Linked DNA regions of Mus musculus: region 1 is linked to region 2. A link is a contact called in public HiCAR-type data. All regions are on one chromosome and are shown on one strand. The core of a region is the stretch at or near the end of the contact, and the rest is flanking DNA. Distances in the headings are between cores, read along the strand shown.

The links. HiCAR-type assays count read pairs that join an accessible place to other places.
Region 1: a HiCAR-type map of kidney shows a contact between it and region 2, with 4 times the contacts expected there. The contact joins two enhancer-like sites. A contact is called at or near these places in 5 of 39 promoter capture datasets (the 3T3-L1 cell line, frontonasal cranial neural crest, hippocampal neurons and 2 more), 1 of 115 datasets of contacts at active chromatin or transcription factors (kidney) and 1 of 9 other capture datasets (embryonic stem cells).

Annotation. Positions count from the first base shown.
Region 1 is chr19:43,510,522-43,516,084 of GRCm38.p6, reverse strand. Got1 (glutamic-oxaloacetic transaminase 1, soluble) reads left to right here. Exons shown (of 9, transcript NM_010324.2): 2 at 223-404. Among named protein-coding and RNA genes, the nearest start is that of Got1, 11 kb to the left of the region's middle. Within about 2 kb of position 3,659, at least 101 of the 459 cell types and tissues checked have an H3K27ac peak or open chromatin away from gene starts, as enhancers often do. A contact at or near this core is called in kidney, where this site is marked.
Region 2 is chr19:42,453,045-42,458,963 of GRCm38.p6, reverse strand. No RefSeq gene overlaps it. Among named protein-coding and RNA genes, the nearest start is that of Gm41849, 12 kb to the right of the region's middle. Within about 2 kb of position 3,928, at least 9 of the 459 cell types and tissues checked have an H3K27ac peak or open chromatin away from gene starts, as enhancers often do. A contact at or near this core is called in kidney, where this site is marked.

The sequences.
Region 1 (5,563 bases), core at 2,410-4,909, 1.1 Mb before region 2:
TGGAGCTCACATTAAAAGCTATATAATCTGAATGGGGCAGGGGGAGCGAGGCTGTCCTGTGTGCCCAGCACCAACCCGGGACTCAATTCAGCAAGTGAACGCACTGTGTTTCTGTCTCTGTCCTGCTTTGGCTAGAAGGTGGGGGATTTTTCTCTGTCCGTATTTACACACGCTGCCTTGGAGGCTGCCTGACGTTCATGTGATCTCTTTCTCTGTACTCAGCGTACCGCACAGATGAATCTCAGCCCTGGGTTTTGCCAGTAGTGAGGAAGGTCGAACAGAAGATTGCTAACGACAACAGCCTCAACCACGAGTACCTGCCCATCCTGGGCCTGGCAGAGTTCCGGAGCTGTGCTTCTCGCCTAGTTCTTGGGGACAACAGCCTGGCTATCAGGGAGAATCGGGTGAGTTTGGGGGGGTGTGGATAGTTTCTCATTAGGAACCGTAAATGTCTAAAAATAAGAGATTAAAAGTTCAATTTCCTTGAAGGCACTGAAAGTTATATCTTGAGGATTCTTGGAAAATACATTTATGTTATTTTTTTCCTTGACGGTAAGCTGACCTCTTTTACATTTTTATTTATGTGTCTGAGCTTTGTGCTTGCATGTAATGCTTGTACATCATGTGTGGGCCTGGTGCCCAAGGAGGCCAGAAGAGGGCATTGGGTCCCCTGGGACTGGAGCTTCAGATGGCTGTGAACTGCTATGTGGGTGCTGGGAATTGAACCTGGGTCCTCTGGGAAGAGCAGCCAGGACTCTTAATGACTGAGCCATCTCTCCAGCCCACCAAATATATTTTCAGTCAGTGTAAGAGGATAATTATGGCTGTATCCGGAGCTCAGCTTCACTTACTCAGTTTTGTCCAGTACGTTATCAGATTTCAGCCGCTGGCGTTGAAACCGTTACTAGAAAAGCCAAACAAAGAGAAGTTAATGGACTGTGAAGAGTTTGGAGATGTATAGACTCATCTCTGCCACTGCTTTGGGCCACAGGCAGATCATTTACCTACTTGCTATCTGTGTCTTGAATTTAGAAAGGAAAGAAACTATAGCTCATAATCCCATCAGGGGTTCTTTCCTCTAAATGTATGACTTTCGTTCATTTCTGGGGAAAAATTTCTTTAATTTTACCCGGCTCCTCAGAAGGTTATCAGTGATCCCTCAACCTTCAAGAACCAGGATTCCCCGCTCTTTCTTGCCTGTGGTAATTCTCTCAGGTGCTCTCATTGAACTGCCCGTGTCATAAATTCAGATGTGTGCGAGAACTGAGTGTATGGTAGAAGCAGACACCGTGAGGTAGAGTGTATATGGTGGGAAGTGCTGAAAGAGAGATTCAGGGGACGGGGAGACCCTTGGGGCTGCAAATGTGTACCCAGCCGGTCCTGGAAGTTGTAAGCTGGACCCTGTGAACCCTTGCCGAGCCAATGTGATCAGAATCGTGAAGGGGCACTGCCCTCTTGTTCCCTACAACCCCGATGGGAGATTTTTCTTTTTTTCCTTTTTTAATCTTTTTTTTTTAAGAGAGGGTTTTTCTATGCAGCCCTGGCTGTTCTGGAACTCATTCTGTAGGCCAGGCTGGCCTCAAACGCAGTGATCAGAGATCCTCCTGCCTCTGCCTCCCAAGTGCTGGGATGAGGGTATGTGCACTACCGCCTACTTGGCTTGGGGGTATTTTTAAAAGGTGCCCCCACTGACTCCAAACTATATCTAGGTTTGAAAGACCACAAAGTAGAGATGATAAGGAAACATCGATCCTGTTCTTGGGACAGGGGTGTGTGGGATGGCCCAGGGCCAGCGGTGGGCAGAAGCAAGTCTTGGTTGTGTAGAGACTCGCCTGAAGACTACAGTATGTGCAGGGGTTACCTAAGGAAAGTGTTGTTTGAGCAAGGTAAACCTGGCTCACTGGGGCTGGGTGGGAGGGGAGAGCAAGAGTCCGGTTAGGTGTTGTGAAATTGAAATCAGCTGCACTCCTCAGCCCGCTGGGCCATGTGGTAACGCAGGTCACAGTTCATCCATGGAGAGGGCCACTGGGTGGAGTCATTTGAGGCGTTCCTCACCTGTTTGTGTACAGCAGGGTTTTCTTCTCCAGATGCCCTGATAAGCGAATGGCAAGGTGAAGTAAAGGACGAAGGGAGTCTCTGCTGAAGGTCTGGGAACCCAGGTCACTGATTAAACAAGTGATTAATCAGAGTTCGCACTAGATTTCTGTGTAAGGCAAGCCTTGGGGGAACGGAAGGTGTGGGATGTGTGTGCCGGGGTGGGGGGGTGGGGCTGGGGGTGTTAGAGCGTGGTATGGAAGAGTTGCCCTGAAAATCCTGTGTTTGCCCAGACAGAAGGTGGGCAGTCTGTTTTAAAATCTATATGTTCTATCGCTCCTCAGAGTTTCGGGCAGTGTGTTTTGGTCATACCCATTTCCATTTCTCTTTCCCCCTCCCTGCTGGAATGATGACGTGCTCGGTTTTATGCAGGAGAGTGCAGCCGATGTGTGTCCGTGTGAGCCAGCAGCCTGTCATGTCAGGAGCACACAGTTGTGTTCCAGCCCTTCCCAACCTCTGGCTCTTAAAAACCTTCCACTCCCTCCTCAGTGGTCCCTGATCTGTGTGTGTGTGTGTGTGTGTGTGTGTGTGTGTGTGTGTGTGTGTGTGTATGTGTCTGTCTGTCAGTCTGTGTGTGTTAGTGTGTTATAGATGTCCCATTTGTGGCCCAACACTCCACTGACATATGGTACCTCTCTGTATATGCTATAGATTAGGTTGGGCTGTTGTTGGCAAATCAGAGTCCATATTGAGGGAGCAGCTTCTCTAAGAGAACTGTATTCTCAACATGGCTACTTTGTTGACAGTATTCCTCTGTCCATGGATCTAGGTTTTGACCTCTTAAGACTATAAGAATCTCCCAGCACTTGGGAGGCAGAAGCAGGCGGATTTCTGAGTTCGAGGCCAGCCTGGTCTACAGAGTGAGTTCCAGGACAGCCAGGGCTATACAGAGAAACCCTGTCTTGAAAAACTGGAAAAAAAAAAAAAGACTGTAAGAATCTGGCCTGGGGCTCATGGCCTTGACCTGGTAACTTACTCTTCCTTCTTGGTCTAGTTCGTCTTCACCGTGTTTTGATTACAGAACGGACTTAAAGGACGGTTTTTATGGCATCAGTTATGTAAAGTTCCTGTTTTGGGATACTTCCCAGCATCTGAATTACTCTGGGTACCAGCTGCTCCTGAGCTCTGAGCCTTTCTTTCTTTCTTTTTTTTTCCTGGAAGTTCTCTGCATCCCTGGGCCACTATCTTCATCCACAAGGCCACCAGCTCATGTAGATTCTTGTAGTAGCCTCATTGGCCTTCCAGCCTCTACTCTCCTTGTCATTTCAGAACATTTCCCACACTACAGGAAGGGAGATACTCCTTATAAAGAGGGCTAACGGTGCTGCCTGCTCCCTTCCTCCACAGGGTGCACCTTCGTTGCTGTCTACAGAGTGTGGTCCAGTCTGTGAGCTTGCCATCCCTCTCCCTGTTATCCCTTCGGGATCCTGCCAGTCCAAGAGTGGAGAGTGTTGCTGTTTCGCAGACCCACAGGCCTATCAGAACTCAGAACCCAGGCCTGGCTTTTCCCTCTGTGTAGAATGCCCGTCCTTGCTTCACCAACTCTCTAGTCCAGACCTCTGAGACCTTCAGGACCCGACCAAGGGTCACTTCTGTGCTGAATCGTTCACTTTCTCAGGCGTGGCTGGTTACTTATGTTCTCTGAGTTATGACGTGGCTGTTTGAAGTCTGGGAATAACAGAACTCACTGTGGCTTTACTCTAGCGCCTAAATGAAAAAATATTGTTCCTCCACTTTATATGTGAGAGTATTTTGCTTGCGTGTATACATGCGTCACGCGCATGCCTGGTGCCCGTGGAGGTCAGGAGAATGTCTCAGATCCTCTGGAACTGGAGATTCAGATGACCGTGAGTCACCATGTGGATGCAGGGAACTGAAACCAGAAAGTGTTCCTAACTGCTGAGCCACGTCTCCAGCGTGCTAGGATGTCTGATTTTATAAGGCTTTTTTCCTCTCACAGTTTGTGACCCTGGCTAGGGATCATCTCACAATTTGTGACCCTGGCTAGGGATCATCTCACAATTTGTGACCCTGGCTAGGGATCATCTCACAATTTCTGATCCTGGCTAGGGATCCTGGCTTTTTGTTTAGTACACGTTCCAACAGTTAGCTCACAGAACTTCCAAGGGTCTCAGATGTTTGAGTTAGTCACTTGTCAGAAGAGCCAGGCACGTTGCTAGATGCTAGGACCCAAACATACATGTGACCACAGAGACAGGTCCTCCTTCCGTTTACTGTGTTAAACTTGTCAAATGCTGTAGAAAGAGAGGGGGCGGAGGCATGTTAGCCGTGGGGAAGGGAGGGAGGCTGGCTTCAGTTTTAACTGGAGTGGCCAGACTAGGAGAAGGGATAGTAGAGACAAGACGTGAAGAATGAACAAGGTTAACGGTAATGTCAGCTTCCTTACACAGCCTTCCTCTTGAAATTTACCATTACCACCTGCTTTGAAGGAGCTCAATTCTGGGACCCTGGCTGCTGCTGCTTTTCTGTTCTCAGACTTTTGGATTCAGACAGAATCTCACAGTAGAGCAGTGTTTTAGGCTCTGCTGTTCCTGAGCCTCAGCCGGCATGGCAGGTAGCCAGCCCCAGAAGACCCGACGTGATGCCTTTCCTTGTAGTGAGATCTCAGTCTCTACTTTGGCCCTCGCCTCAAGGAGTCCGGGGATCTTGCCCTGCCTCCGGTCTTTTCCACACTAGATTCTTTCTTCAGCCAGTTGGGCAGGAGCTTGTGTGGTGGTGTGTATCAGATACGGTAAGAGTTGCTATGGAACCCAGGTGACGTGTGACCCTGGCCTCAAACAGCTTCTTGTGGGCTCTGCTCCCGTCACAATGAAATAACACGACCAATTATGATATCTGACATGTTTCTAAAGTCAACAGTTATATGTCAACACGAAAAGGAGATGCAGAGACTGTCTGGTCCAGTTTTAACTGGTTGACTCTTTGTTCTGGATACCTGTTTAGTGATTTGGGTCCAGTGGTTGAGTCCGTGAATTGTCTGAACTTATCTCGTTAAATATTGATTTTTCCTTTTTTACAAAACACAGGACTTTCTTGGCCAAAAAAGTTTCTACAATGACCAGTTGCTACTTTATTTATTCACAAAAAGCAGTTTCTGTCAATTGTTGATATTTAGAGTACCATGTGTCACAGAAGCCATCCAGTGTTTAATTTTTAGGGCACGGTGGTTTGAGGATTCAGTCTTTCACGTGTCATATGTTATGAGTGCTCAGGTAGCTGATGTTAATGGAGTGAATTTATAATTTTTCGTTCCCAGGATCGTTTGCAGTCCTGGGTACCCTGTGTATCTGTGCTGACACCATGTGCTTCTGGAACAGGAGGGAGGGCGGGGCTAACCTCAGGACCTCTACTCCCTGGAGGGCGGGGCTAACCTCAGGACCGCTACTCCCTGAACGATTTTTCCTTTGCTGTCTTTTAGCATGAGTGTTAGCTTAGAGTTTTAGAACAA
Region 2 (5,919 bases), core at 2,679-5,178:
CATTAGTCCTTTTGCCTTGACTTTGGGTTTTAAACCTCTCTCCTCGTGGATGGACTGTGCTGGACAAAAGAGACCATCTACTCTCCTCAGCATCCGAATTTGGATCTAAATCAGGAATGTCCTACCAAATTTGGATCTAAAACAAGAATGTCCCACAGCAAAGGAAAAGTGAAGAAGCAAGAGGAATGTTTATCCCATTGCCTGGGGCAAAGCTAGGTGCTGAGAAAGAGCCACGGGGCATGGGGTGGGATGGCTTCTCACGTGAGAATTGCAGGTGCTGGACCACACCCAACTTTCCCATCCCCAGGAGTTGGTGAAAGCATTGACTAGAAGTCCCCCAAGGTCCCTCTGCCTCTTCCACAAGATCCCTGTGGTAATCAAACAGTCCCTGACCCTGGACTATTGCCTAGACCTCTCCTTTCTGTTCCCGAAGGCTCGCCTTGATATCCCACTGTGCACTGAATCCCTGCGGAGCACCCTACTGAGCTTCTTTAAGTATCACAGTGGACAGTGTGGGCCCTCGTGCTCAATGAGCTTGTGGACCTGCTTGGGATGATCCTGTACAGGAGATGGAAACCCTTTGCAAATGGGCAAGCAGGTGTAGAAGGCTCACATTCTATGTTCCCAGAAGCAAGCAGGGTCTGGAAGCTCTGACCTTGGATAGACTCCCTGATACTGGAGAAAGATCCAGAGGAAATGGACCCAAACTGAGACATGCCCCAGATGTGCACGGTGCTGACTCTGTTATCTTTCTATACCCAAAGGATCCCAACACCCCAGAAAGAGCACCAACACTGGGGGGTTATTAGTTGAACTATTCGCCTAGGAAAATAGTACTGCCTTACTATTCAAGGGGTCGTGGGTTCCTTTGAAGATGCAATTAAAATTGCAGACCTTATGTTGTGTGTGGAACATGCTTTGCAGAGAGTCATGAAAGACTCACAGACATGTTTCTCAGAGGATTATCCCTGGATCCCTAACTTGGAGCATCTCCTCAGGTGAATTTGAGGTGCTTCCTGACAGGCTCACCTGTATCGTATCCCGTAACTTCACTTCATACTGAACACATAACATCCATAGTCCGTGCTGCACGTACCGTCACACCACGCATGTCACACTGTGCGCCATCCCCAAAGGCTGCCTGAAACCCCTTGTCTCATATTCAAGAATAGTGTTAAGTTTGCATCACAGTGCTTTTTATTGAAATACAGTTTTTGCTCTTACAGAAACAGACGGTTTGATAACATCTTTCTACCATCCTTCCACAGCACGTAAGCCTCAGAGTATGCCTTCAGATTCCTTTGTGTCCGAATGTTCATTTTGAAAATTACTGTTTGAGTTGGTGAGGTGGCTCGGCAAGCAAAGGCTCTTGCTGCCGAGCATGGTGGCTGAGCTCCATTCATGAGACGCACATGGTAGATAGAGGGAGAGAGCCAACTCCTGAGAGCTGTCCTTTGACCGCCATAAGGGTGCCACACCATGACACGTGTAGCCCCCCTCCCCCAATGAAATAGAGATAATGAAAGTTGCAGTTTGCATTCGCTGATTTTTGTTTCACAAATGAACTTGATAATTTTCATAGATGAATTTGAAATGGGATTAGATCAGAGTTTCCAATGCTCTCTGAAACGACCCTAAACATACTAGCGCCATTTCTTGTTACATATTTATGCGCTCAGTATTGATCATCACAAAAATCAAAATATCTTCTGTAAAAAAAAAGAAGAAGAAGAACTGAAGGCTCTTCGCTTCCTGCAGGATCAAATGTTCAGCCAAGAGTCAGTTCTTTATGTAAAAGCAAACAGATTAATCTAACGAATGTACAGATTTGCTTTAAGCTTTAATACATGGTAAAACTGTATGCATTCCAAAGAATTATTTTTAAATAAATTTCTTTATGATTGACTATCAGCAAATAAATAACATCCCCAAGGTCACGTCAGAATTCCTCGGATGGAGAAGAGGCACGAGTGGGGAAGTTTAAAATGCCCTGAGTTAAATCCCTTAGCAGTTTGTCCAGCTCTGGGTTGCCTGAAGAGCCAGGTGCCTCAGGGGCTGTGCCACTTGCCCTAGTAAACAGTAAAAGCTCTGAGGTCACATAGAGATAGTAACACATGCCCACTTTGGCACCTTACTCTTTCTAACGTTCTCTCGCCACCTACACTCTCGGTTGATCGGTCATTCCGAGGCCCGAATCCACCACTCAATCACCATAACCCATGGACTTAACTTCTTGAGGGGAAGAAAGGCCTCTCTTGGAGCCACCATTTACCCTTGCTCTTGGTTTCTGTCTAGGGGATCTCTTGCCTCTCCCCACACTTAATGAAGCCTCTTTGGTTTACATCCTCTGGCCAGGCATGTGCTGTCTTATCTCCCTGGAGGTGGAGTGAGAGAGAACTTGCCAACACACACTAGTATGTGGTGCATCAAGCCAAGGCTTGTTCCTGGAAACCTTGCCTAGGGATACCAGGGAATGAAGAAAGGATAGACATACAGACAGAATAGCTGGGGCCAGGTGGGCCATGAGTATGCTGATGGAGACGAACGAGCTGAGCAAGAACCCAGAACCTCAGCACATTTCTGGTAGCACAGGAGGAGGGGTTAGCCAGTCTCAGCAGGAGGCGGCTTCTGTAGGGAAGCAGTCTCAAACTGTAAGCATCGCAGACAGTGGTTCTCACCCTTCCTGATGCTGCAGCCCTTTAATATAGCTCCTCACACTGTGGTGACCCCCAACCATAAGGTTATTTTCATTGCTACTTCATAACTAGAGTTTTGCTACTGTTATGAATTGTAATGTAAATGTGTTTTTTCTAAGGATCTAAGATGACCCCTGTGAAAGGGTCATTTGACCTACAAAGGGGGTCACGACCCACAAGTTGAGGAGACAGTGCTTTCTATATACTCTGTAAACATTTATACGTGGAACCAAGGAAAGCTGTCTTAGTTAGGGTTTTACTGCTGTGAACAAATACCATGACAAAGGAAACTCTTATAAGGACAACATTTAATTGGGGCTGGCTTACCAGTTCAAAGGTTCAGTTCATTATCATCAAGGCGGGAGCATGGCAGCATCCAGGCAGGCATGGTGCAGGAGGAGCTGAGAGTTCTACATCTTCATCTGAAGGCTGCTAGCAGAATACTGACTTCCAGGCAGTTAGGATGAGGGTCTTAAAGCCGACAACCACAGTGACACGCCTACTCCAACAGAGCCACACCTAATAGTGCCACTTCCTGGGCTGAGCATATATAAACCATAACAAAGGCTTTGTCGGTTTTCTGAGCCTGACCTTGGGAAGCCATGGGTCGGAGCCACTGGGGTCCCTGACATGGCTGTGCCCTTGTCAACAGTACACACTCACTGAGGATTTTATCTGTTCCCTACAGGCATCCTGTGCTGTGTTTAATACCTGGTCTCTTGGGCAGCTGGTTGAGTCTTCACAGATTATACGTGCTTCACCATAACCTGGGTTCTAGGTCTCCTGGCACAATCACTTTGGTATCTGCACCAGTGTGAAACCACGGGAAGTCCGGCATCCCCTCCACCGGCGTCAGCTGTGTATGTGTGCGCTGTTCACACATCTATCAGGCACGAACTGAGTGCCCTGCTTTGAGCTAGATGCTATGGGTACACAAAGAGAACCATTTTAAAGCTTCGGCACCAGTGCAAGCTCTAGGCTTTATAATTTTGTAAACATTTGAATTTAATGATTTAGATAATCCCTGATGATATTAGACATTTTTGTTTTTGAAGCTAAGGACAGAATCCAAGGGACTGTACATAGTGCTCTGTGTAACTCACTGAAGACGTGTGTGTGTGTGTGTGTGTGTGTGTGTGTGTGTGTGTGTGTGTGTGCCCAAGGCACACAAGTACAGGTCAGAGGACAACCATGGGAGTTGGTTCTCTCCTTCCACTATGTAAGGTCCAGAGATCAAACTCAGTTAATCAGGCTTGGCAACAGACACCTTTACCTGCTGAGCCATTACCATGGCCACACAGTGATAAAAGATAACAATGTAGCTAAAGAGGGAAAAAAAAGCATTTCAGAAGTTTATAGTGGAGAAAAAAACCACATGTAACAACCATGATATACAAGGGACTATTTTAAGGAAACAGTATGAATGCCTGAGGGAGAGAGATGATACTTTGTAGAAGAAGAGATAAACTTTTGATTTCAAATGGGCTTCTCCCGGAGTCGGTCACACAATTATTTTCTTTTTTTCCACCCCTCCCCTCCACCCGGCACAAGTAACTATCTTGCTCCTCACACCAGTTGTCAGCAGCAATTCACTCCAGCAGAAGATCAAAGCGGTGGCCCAGTGTGTCCTGACTGCACATGGTGTTTGACAAAGTGCCCTTGAGGACGTGCTGGAGGTGTGGGAACAAGGTCAGAGGACAGGAAACAGAGTCATAGCCAGATGAACAACTACAGTCAAAGAATGTTGATGAGTTTTTCTGTGTCAACCCAAGGGAGGTCTCTAGTGGTGTGCCATAGAGCTCCATCCCTGGCGATGACCTCATTGGCATTGTTACCTGTGACTCAGAAGACAGCCTACAAGGTGTTCTGATCACGTTTACAACAGACACAGAGCTGGGAAACAGTTACTGCTACAGACATCAGGATGGAAATAAGAAATGACCTCAGCAGGAAGGAACAAGAGGATGAAACCAACATGCTTGGAAGGAACGGAGAGAGATGCAAAGTCCTGCATTTAGGTTAAAAATTAATTGCATGAGTACCGGATGAGGTAGACCTGGTTTGGCAGCAATCCACGCGAAAATGACCTATTTGTTTATTATTTGTAAGTCGGCCACAAGCTCGGCCTGGTCCAACTGTGTTATGTGGTTGACACACGATATGTAAAGTGAACAGCATCTAGGCTGCATTAGGGGAAGTAGAGTGTCTCTGGTCTAGACCATCACATGGCCTGTGCGCTCTGAACTGGTCAGGTCTGTCTGGAGTGCCGTGCTCACCTTCGGTATGACACAGGGCGAAGATTATTGGGAGAATATTGGGGCTGGGGAGGCAGCTCAGTTGGCCATGCACTTGCCTTGCTGTAGGAGGACTTGACCCCTGGCATCCATCGGAAAGAAGGCACATGGCACATATAATCCGGTGCTGGGGAGTCAGAGATGGGGGCTCTAGAGCTTGCTAGAGCAGCTACCCTAGCCTACTTCTTGTGTTCCAGGCCAGTGAGGAACCCTGTCTCAAGAAAATAAAGGTTGCCTTATGACCTCAAGAGGCACCTCTCACATACTGACATGTGCCCCTCCACACACACTGCACTTACACACACACACACACACTCATACATGCTCACAAACATACAGAAGAAGAGGGAGAGAAGCATGCCCTGAGAATGGCGGGCAGACAGTGCAGAGCTAAGTTGTGCCCCGTGACACATAAGGCTCACATGCTCAGCATATCCCCACCAATGATCCCTCTCTCAGACTCTCTTTCTCTCTCTCTCCTGTTCTTGCTAAGAACTAACAATGGCTTTTCATTGTCACGGCAACCCAAGTCATGCTGGCCGTGATGGTTTGGCCTCCTGTAGAAGTCTGCTGGCTGGAGAAGTGTCACAGCTTCTAGTCCTGTTTGTCCAGCTGGCATCTGAGCAGGGCTGGAGCCCGGGGTGGGAAACACACATCTGGCCCCGTGCTGCTGGTCTTTTGTGTTCTCGTATGCTTCTTACTGGAGAGTGTGGCTGTCCCTCCAGTTGAAATGTCCAAAGCTAAGAACGGGGTGGATGTGTTGGCCTAGAAGTCAGCAAAGCAGATGTGCAGGCTGGTTTTATTCTGGGCTATCTGTGATGGAGGCAGGACTCCTCGAAGGGTCCGCCAAAGCCATTGGCACTCTGTCCAAGGGATGAGGTCAGAGGTAGTCTTGGCCCTGTCTGACTCCCAGTGTTCTGTGTCTCTTA